2 separate regions of the Oryctolagus cuniculus genome follow, and region 2 is linked to region 1. Evidence: chromatin contacts called from public Hi-C data. All regions are on one chromosome and are shown on one strand. Each heading gives the region's core, a stretch centred on a gene start, on an enhancer-like site or on the middle of the called end of the contact. The rest is flanking DNA. Distances are from core to core; before and after follow the strand shown.

Region 1 (4,617 bases), core at 1,197-3,696:
CATGCCGTCTCTCTCCTCCTTTATAGTCCTCCTCCGCCAATCCCAACTCGGCTGCCCACACGCCGAGTACGCTGCTCTCCAATCAGGAGCAAGTCCTACAGTTTATTGGTTGAACTGGAGGCAGCTGTGCGGAAGCTGTTTACTTCTCTCCCAGCGCCATATTGTGGGAGAGCAGATGCATAGAATAAGTCTTAATTCCAGTAACTCAGTCCAGTCCGGATTGCTCCCCACAGATCCCCCTTTCTTTTTATTTTTTGGCGTTGATACGCGCCTGTCTTCGGTGTCCCGCGGCACACACTCTGCTCTACTTGCTAGAGTTGCCACAGGCTCTTACAAGTCCTATCAATCAGGCAAACCAAATCCGGGTCCTCTCTTCGCCATGTTGTGAGGAGGTTTTTAGGCGCTGATGCGTGCCTGTGTTCGGTGCCCTGCAGCGCGTGCTCTGCTCTGCCTGCAGGGGCTTACAAGCCCTATAAGGCAAACCGAATCCAAGCCTTCTCATTGCCTTTTTGTGGGGAGGCCTTACTGATGTTAATTCGTGCCTGTCTTCGGTGACCTGCGGCGCATAAGCTGCTAGCCGCCGCAGGTGCTCATCGTGCTCATCGCCTCACTTAATCAGGCAGACCGAATCCAAGCTCTCACATTGCAGTGTTGTAGGGAGGCCTTTCTATTTCTCTATTTCTCTATCTCCGGGCATTCCTATTTCTCCCATTTTACTTCTATCTTCCAGCATTCCTATTTCTCTTCTACTTCTAAACTTCTGTTTCTCTTATCCCCGCAGCTTCCTGCTGCCCGCCCCGAGGCTACTTCTCGGCGGCTTCCCGGCTGAGCCGCTTCAGCCCGCGCCTCTCTCATCTGCGCAGCTCGGCTTTGCGCGCACACACTCCGCGGTCTCCACGCCCTTCGCGTCTGCACCACGGCCTCGTGCCAGCCCCGTTCCCTATCTATTCACGCCCCGTGCTCTCTCTGCACGCGGTGGCTTCCGCGAGTAACACAGCGTAGCTTACGTGTCCGCCACTAGCATTCAATCTAAGTTCCCCGGGCTAGCCTGGCGAATTCAACCCAGCATACGTCTCCGCCCCACGGTTTGGCTTCCCGTCCTTTGCTCCCCGGGCTAATCAGACGGATCCCAATCTGGCTTACGTTTCAGCTTCTGGTTTCAACTTTTCGCCCCCCATTCCCGGGCTAACTTGAGAACCCCAAAGTGGCTTTCGTTTCCGCCTTGGCCTGCCCCCCGCGGCTTCAATTTCCCTAACATTTTTCTCTACCCGGTATGTTTCCCCAAGCTTTCCTCCAACAATACTCCTCCCTCATTTCTCCTGGCCTCTCCCCACAGTCCGCATCCGAGTCTGTTTGTTCTAGCTTTCACTTTCGCCTTCGACCTTAGAGATTTCTCCCAGCTTCCCCCCGTAGTCCGTATCCGAATCTATGCCTAGGCTTTCAATAGTTTCTTCCGGCACCCTTTTCGTCCGGCTTTTCCCTAGGCTGTTTGCTAGTCTCTCTCTCCGGTAATTTCCCAGTTCTTCCCGTTTCTTCCCTCCTAAGTTTCCTATCCGAGTCAGGTTTCCTATCCGAGTCACTTCTTCCCTCCTAAGTTTCCTATCCGCCCTAGGTTTCCTATCCGAGTCACGGCACCATTATGTCGCTCCCCCTCTTCGTGGAGGAACGACACCAAGCCCTGCCTAGGCTCCATATCCGAGTCACGGCACCATTATGTCGCTCCCCCTCTTCGTGGAGGAACGACACAGGACCCTGCGCTGTTCTTTCGTCTGCTCGGCCCTCCCCGGGTTTGCTGCTGGTTCTTCCCGGGTTGGCTACTGTCCCTTCCACCTCCGTGGAAGGGCAGTTCCCCCTGGCCACATTCCCCACTTCCGCAGGGGAGCGGCACACCGCCGGCCGGCTCTCTCGGGGGCTGCACAGGTGTTCCCCTTAGATGTTCCTTCTTAGATGTTCCTGGTGCATGCCGTCTCTCTCCTCCTTTATAGTCCTCCTCCGCCAATCCCAACTCGGCTGCCCACACGCCGAGTACGCTGCTCTCCAATCAGGAGCAAGTCCTACAGTTTATTGGTTGAACTGGAGGCAGCTGTGCGGAAGCTGTTTACTTCTCTCCCAGCGCCATATTGTGGGAGAGCAGATGCATAGAATAAGTCTTAATTCCAGTAACTCAGTCCAGTCCGGATTGCTCCCCACAGGGGAACACGATCCAAGTCTTTCCGTGGGTGTTGGGGATCCAGTCCCTTGAGCTTGAGCCATCGCTGCCGACACCCGTGGGCTCCTGCCCTGGCAGGAAGCTGGAGTCAGGAGCTGGAGGTGGAAGTGGAACACAGGCTGTCTGACGTCTGACAGGACGCTTGGGTGTCTCCGCTGCTCGGCCAGACGCCTGCCCCTGTGCGTGGCTTCCTCTGAACCCCTCTTCCCTCTCGCTCCTCATTCCCTGTAGGAGCTGGGAGCTCTGTCTCGCTTCCCTGGCAGCTCAGGCTGCGGGCAGCCTCTCTCTGCCTCGCCTCCATTCCACTTTGCATGTCTGAAGATGCCCAGCCTTAGGGGTCCCAGCCCTGCTGTGTGCAGTAGTCTTCACCCTCTCCCTGGGGTGTGCAATTTTAAATACAGTCTTAGCTTTCGAACTTGACCTTGGCACTGCACACAGGACAGTTCCCCGAGCCTAGGATGATTCATGAGAACATCCTGTGCCGTCCCTCCCCCACTCCCACCCCGCCCTCTGGAGCCACTGGGGGCCTCCCCTCCTGGCCACCAGCCTCACCTCTCATGCCAAAAATAGGACTTGGAGCCAGCTCCTCCTGTGACATAAGGAGTCTTCCAGACACAGACAGGAAATGGACAGGCCAGGGCTCCAAACCCGCGGCAGTCTCACTTCTAGTTTTCCAGGGCATGTCTCTCTTTTGTGTTTGACGGCATGCTGGGCTCTGAAACAGGTGAATTGGGGCTGGCGTTGAGGCGCAGTGGGTTAAGCCGCCACCTGCAGTGCCCACATGCCGTAGGAGCTCCGGTTTGAGTCCCGGCTGCTCCAAGTCTGATCAGCTCTCTGCTGATGCATCTGAGAAAGCCGTGGAATGTGGCCCAAGTACTTGGACCCTTGCCACCCACGTGGAAGACCTGGATGGAGTTCCAGGCTCCTGACCAGCCTAAGCCATCTGGGGAATAAACCAACAGAAGGAAGATCTTTCTCTATGTCTCTCCCTTGCTCCGTAACTCTGCCTTTCAAATAAATAAATAAATCTTAAAAAATAGGTGAGCAAAACAGAAGTTGATCTCAAGTATCCACCGGTTAGTGGGTGACCCCAGGTCATTAGCATGGGACTGCCGCAAGAGGTTGGAGCTCTCGGGGCCGGCCCTGTGGCTCACTTGTTTAATCCTCCGCCTGCGGCACTCACATCCCATATGGGCGCCGGGTTCTAGTCCTGGCTGCTCCTCTTCCAGTCCAGCTCTCTGCTGTGGCCCAGGAGGGCAGTGGAGGATGACCCTGCACCCACATGGGAGACCAGGAGGAAGCACCTGGCTCCTGGCTTCGGCTTGGCATAGCTCCGGCCGTAGTGGCCATTTGGGGGGGGGGGTGAACCAAGGGAAGGAAGACCTTTCTCTCTCTCTCTCTCACTGTCTCCCTGTCTCGCTAACTCTGTCAAATAAATTAAAAAAAAAAAAAGAGGTTGAAGCTCTCAAGCACTTGCCGACTGCACCCCAGCGGCTTGGGCAGAGGCTTCTGCCAGGGCCCCCCACCCATCAGTCCCAGCTGACTTGGGGTCCCAGAGGTTAGGCAGGAGCTGTAGTGTGCTGGCCTGGCCTGCGCCAGGAGCTGCGGCTTGCGAGGTAAGTGTTCCAGATCCAGGCTGCCAAGGGCGATATCGCCTGCCCACCCCCGGCACAGACCTCCGGCCTCCTGAACCCCTTCTCCCCCTTCCTGTCAGGATTGCCGCAGTCTGAAACGCATCCAGCTGTTCTCCGTCTCTGCTCTGCAGGTCACAGAGGACTAGAACCCTCTCCCACTCCCCTTTCCAGCGCTTGGACCAACCGCCGGCTTCTCCCCACTTTGGTTCTTTCCCCAAGAAACAACCTCATAATCACCACCTAGTTTTTTTTTTTTTTTTTTTTGATTTATTTATTTTTATTTGAAGGTCAGAGTTAGAGAGAGGTCTTCCATCCGCTGGTTCACTTCCCAATTGGCCGCAACGGCCGGAGCTGTGCTGATCCGAAGCCAAGAGCCAGGAGTTTCTTCCAGGTCTCCCACGTGGGTACAGGGGCCCAAGAACTTGGGCCATCTTCTACTGCTATCCCAGGCAGAGAGCTGGATCAGAAGTGGGACAGCTGGGTCTCGAACCGGTGTCCATATGGGATGCCAGCGCTTCAGGCCAGGACTTAACCACTGCGCCGCAGCGCCGGCCCCGATCATCACCTAGTTGTTGGAAACATGAAATATGGCAATGACCTAAGAAGTTCAAGTCAGATTTCTTTCTTTCTTTATTATTATTATTTTTTTACAGATTTATTCATTTGAAAGAGCCACACAGAGAGAGAGAGAGAGAGAGAGAAGGAAGGGGGAAGGAGATGTCTTCCATCTGCTGGTTCACTCCCCAAATGGCCACAACAGCCGGGGCTGGGTCA
Region 2 (4,617 bases), core at 554-3,053, 76 kb after region 1:
CAGGGCTCTGTGGAAGACTCCTGAAGTGTGTGCCTAGCGCCATGGCTACCGAGGCTGCTGGGGACCACCTCCTCGAGGCTGGCGCAGCTGGTCACAGGTGCCTGCTCCTCTCACCCAGGGCCGCTGCCTGGAGCTGGGAAGCGTTTGTCCATGCTCTCCATCTCTGTCCAGATAATGGCAGACAGATTGTGGTCTGGTGATTTTGGGGTGGGAGTGGAGCGGCACTTTTTGGGCACCTGGAATTGGGAGACGAGGCTTGATGTATTTGCAGCCACCTTGGGAGGCACAGCCTTTCCCTCCCGAGGTGTGTCGGGGGCAATGATTGGTGGGGGACATGCCCCCCCAGGCACCCTTGGAAAGTAGTGCTTCCAGTAGTGGGACTCAGGGCCCTCTTGCCTGAGTCCTTTTTGTTTTCAGACCTCTCATGCAGCCTGAGGATTGGTATACCCTGGGGTCATAGCACATAGGCTGTGTGAGGAGCAGAATGGTGTTGATTTGTAGCATGACTGAGAGAATTTCTGTTCATGCAGTCATCTTGCTGATTTACTATTTTTCTTAAAGGTTTTATTTATCTGAAAGGCAGAGTGACAGAGGGAGAGACCAACTGATTGACTCCTCAAATGGCTGCAACAGCCAGGTCTGGATCAGGCAGAGCCCAGGAGTCAGGAACTCCATCCAAGTCTCCCACGTGGCTGGCAGGGGCCCAAGTACCTAGGCCATCACCCACTGCCTTCCCAGGTGCATTAGCAGGAAGCTGGATCGGAAGCAGAGCAGCGGGGACTCAGTCCTGCCACCCTCTGATATGGGATGCAGGCATCCCAAACAGCAGCATGACCGCTGAACAATGCTGGTCGTTTTCTAATCTTTTGATAATATTTTGCAGAGAATGGTCTTGTGAATATGCCATTTTTTTTTGCAGATTTATCTGCGAGATAAATTTTCAGAAGTGGGATTCTTGAGCCAAAAGGGAAACTGCATTTGAAGTGTAGATGGTATCACACTTCCCTCCCCACCCACGACCCAGCCATGTGGGAGAAAGCCCAGTTCCCGAGTTGGATCCACAGAGCGTTCGGTGTGGCTTTGTGTGTCTGGTGGGTCAGAGGACATGTCCTGGTATCTGCTTGTCTGTCTTGAGATACTGGGTTATTAGTCCTTTCCTCTTCAATTTCTGGATCTTTGTGTATTCAGGGGATTAGTTCCCATGGACTGCAGATGTTAACCTCCCAATTTGCTCTTTCTGTTTTGACTTTGACTTTTTGTTTATTTTTAAGATTTATTTTTTTGAAAGGCAGAGTTAAGAGAGGAGGAGACAGACTGACAGAAACAGAGATCGATCACTCCCCGAAAGCCTGCCAGGCCAGCCAGGAGTCTAGAACTCCATCTGGGTCTCCTACATTGGTGACAGGGACCCAAGCACTTGGGCCATCATCCGCTGGTTTCAGATGATCACTGTCAGGGAGCTGGATTGGAAGCAGAGCAGCTGGGACTTGAACCTGCTCCTCTATGGTTTGCTGCTGTCATAGTGGTGGCTTAACCCCTTGTGCCATAGTGCCGGCCCCTGGCTGTGTGGTTTTTTTGTTTGTTTGTTTGTTTGTTTGTTTGTTTTTGGTTCATTTATTTATTTGAAAGGCAGAGTTAGAGAGAAGGAAACAAAGGGATCTTCCATCCACTGTTAAACTCCCCACATGGCTGTAACAGCCAGGACTGGACCAGTCCAAAGCCAGAAGCCAGGAGCTTCTTCTGGGTCCCCCACATGGGTACAGGGTCCCAAGCTCTTGGTGCGTCTTCGGCTGCTTTTCCAGGCACACTAGTAGGGAGATGAATTGGAAGTGGAGCAACCGGGACTCTAACTGGAGCCCATATGGGATTCCAGCGCCGAAGATGGCAGCTTTACCCACTACGCCACAGCACTAGGCTCTGTTTTTGTTTTTGAATAGCAGAAGATCCTTTTTATTTGTTTTCTGGATCTCAATTTTGAGTCATACTTAAAAGAGGTCTCTCGTTCCAGGATTATAAAGGGATTCATCTGTGCTATTTCCTTCTTGTACTTTTGTGGTTTCATTTTCTACATTTAGATTTTCCTACTGTCTGGAGTTTGGCCTGGTGTGTGGTGTGAGGTGTAGATACTGCTTTATCTTTTCTTCCCCAGATGGTTACATTTCCCCTGACACCGTTTATTAAAAAGGTCATCTTTACCCCGAAGCTTTTGTCTTATGTGGGTCTTTGTGGACTTCTGTTGTGTTGGTCTGTCCTCCTGAGGCTGTGGTAATCTCATATCAGATTAGCCTTTGCCCACCTCAGTGTTACTCCTCAGCAGAGTTTTCCTGGCTTTTCTTTCTTGCTTTCCCTTCTCACCGTAGAATCTGCTCATCCACCAACAGAAAATGGATAGCGCCTGCTTTAGTTCAGATTGCGTTACACTTACAAATTAACTTGGAGAGCGTGACATCTTGATGATGTGCCTTTTCGTCTGTTCAGGTGTGTTAAAGTTTTCCTTCCTTTCCAGGAGTTTTAGACAGTTACTATGAAATTTATTTCTGGGTATTTGATGTGTCACCGCTAATGTGAATGAAGTATTCTTTTCCATTTTTTCATCTAACTAGTTATGGTTTGGGATTATGAAAGCTTTTGATTTTTTTGTTTTTTAGATTTTTACTTATTTGAAAGGCAGAACTAGAGAGAACGAGAGACAGAGATCTTCCATCTTCTTGTTCACTCCCCAGATGGTCACAACGGCCGGGGATGGGCCAGGCCAGAGCCAGGAGCCAGGAGCTTCTTCTGGGTCTCCCATGTAGTGCAGGGGCCCAAGCACTTGGGCCACCTTCTGCTGCTTTCCCAGGCCATTAGCAGGGAGCTGGATCAGAAGTGGAGCAGCCAGGACATAATATGGCACCGCAGGCAGATGCTTAGCCTGCTATGCATAGCTCCATCCCCAAAAGCTTTTGACTTCTGTGTGTTAATTTTATTATGTTTCATTAGCTTAGCAAATGATTGTTTTTAGAAACATGGCTTTTCATTTGGATTTCTTGGGTTTTCCACTTATGCAGTTATTTGTTTGGCAAGTGGTAATTTTGTCTCCTTCTTTCTGATTTTTCTCCTTGTTTTAGTCTCTTGTCCAGTTGAATTGCTCATGAGTTCTGTTTCTTTGTTTTCAAAAGATTTATTTATTTATTTGAAAGATTTAAAGAAAAATTCATCTTCCGTCTGCTGGTTCACTTCCCAATGGCAGCAACACCTGGCAGGGCCAGGCCCAAGCCAAGAGGCAGGAGCTTCATCCGGGTCTTGAATATGAGTGACAGGGATCCACGCAGTTGGACCATCTTCAGCTGCTTTTCCCAGGCCATAAGCAAGGAGTCGGATTGGAAGTGGAGCAATCTGGACTTGAACCAGTGTCCATATGGGATACTGGCATTGCAGGCAGCAGCTTTACCTGCTATGCCATGGTGCTGGCCCCATAAGTTCTGTTTGAAATGCTGATGTGTAAAAAAAGATTTATCTATTTTTATTTGAAAGGCAAAGTGAGGGAGAGACAGATCTTCCATCTGCTGGTTTACCTCCAAAATGGCCACAATGGTCAGGGCTAGGCCAGGCCAAAGCCAGAAGCAGGGAGATTCCTCTGGGTCTCCCACGTGATTGAAGGGATCCAAGCACTTGGGCCATCTTCCGCTGCTTTCCTAGGTCCATCAGCAGGGAGCTGGATGGAAGTGGAGCAGCTGGGACTGGAACCAGCACCTGTATGGGATGCTGGCTTGCAGGCAGCAGCTTAACCAGCTGCGCCTCAGCACCGGCCCCTCAAATGGTGATTTTGAGAAGCCAATGGGTCATCCACTGGGAGATGCATGTTTGGAATTTATGAGTGAAAATAGGGCTGGAAATAAAATTCAGAAGCCGTTAAGTTAGACACTGGTTGAAATAGTGACAGCTTCTCTTAGGTTGCTAAAGAGGAAGGAGAACTGAGGATGGAACCTGGGTGAATGGCGTGTGGGAGCCTCAGTGCGTGGAGAGGAAGGGCTCCTTCTTTGTTGCCCCTGTTTTATAGGCTTTATTAGGAGTAGTTTCAGATCCACGGTAAAGTTGAGCAGAAAAGTACAGCATTCCCAGATACGGTGTTCCCCCCTTTCCCCTGGTTTCACTTTCCAAGGCTTCATTACTCGTGGTTAACTGCAGACTGCGGATACTGAATGGGAAACTCCAGAAGTAAACAATTCCTAAGTTCTGCATAGCTCATTACAGGACATGGTTAGAATCACTCCATTAGGTCGGCGCCGCGGCTCAATAGGCTCATCCTCCACCTAGCGGCACCGGCACACCAGGTTCTAGTCCCGTTTGGGGCGCCGGATTCTGTCCCGGTTGCCCCTCTTCCAGGCCAGCTCTCTGCTGTGGCCCGGGAGTGCAGTGGAGGATGGCCCAAGTGCTTGGGCCCTGCACCCCATGGGAGACCAGGAGAAGCACCTGGCTCCTGCCTTTGGATCAGCACAGTGCACCGGCTGCAGCGCACCAGCCGTGGCGGCCATTGGAGGGTGAACCAACGGCAAAAAGGAAGACCTTTCTCTCTGTCTCTCTCTCTCACTGTCCACTCTGCCTGTCAATAAATAAATAAATAAAACTATTTCCGTG

What was found. Hi-C and Micro-C count contacts between places; a contact is called where the count stands out from the background.
Region 2: a Hi-C map of an unstated tissue shows a contact between it and region 1, with 5 times the contacts expected there. The contact joins two enhancer-like sites. A contact is called at or near these places in 3 of 6 Hi-C or Micro-C datasets (ear pinna, psoas muscle and an unstated tissue).

What each region holds. Positions count from the first base shown.
Region 1 is chr19:40,136,040-40,140,656 of mOryCun1.1, forward strand. No RefSeq gene overlaps it. Among named protein-coding and RNA genes, the nearest start is that of SMIM10L3, 32 kb to the left of the region's middle. Within about 2 kb of position 2,447, at least 4 of the 8 cell types and tissues checked have an H3K27ac peak or open chromatin away from gene starts, as enhancers often do. A contact at or near this core is called in ear pinna, where this site is marked.
Region 2 is chr19:40,212,313-40,216,929 of mOryCun1.1, forward strand. The region is part of intron 1 of CYTH3 (cytohesin 3); the gene reads left to right. Among named protein-coding and RNA genes, the nearest start is that of CYTH3, 33 kb to the left of the region's middle. Within about 2 kb of position 1,804, at least 1 of the 8 cell types and tissues checked has an H3K27ac peak or open chromatin away from gene starts, as enhancers often do. A contact at or near this core is called in ear pinna, where this site is marked.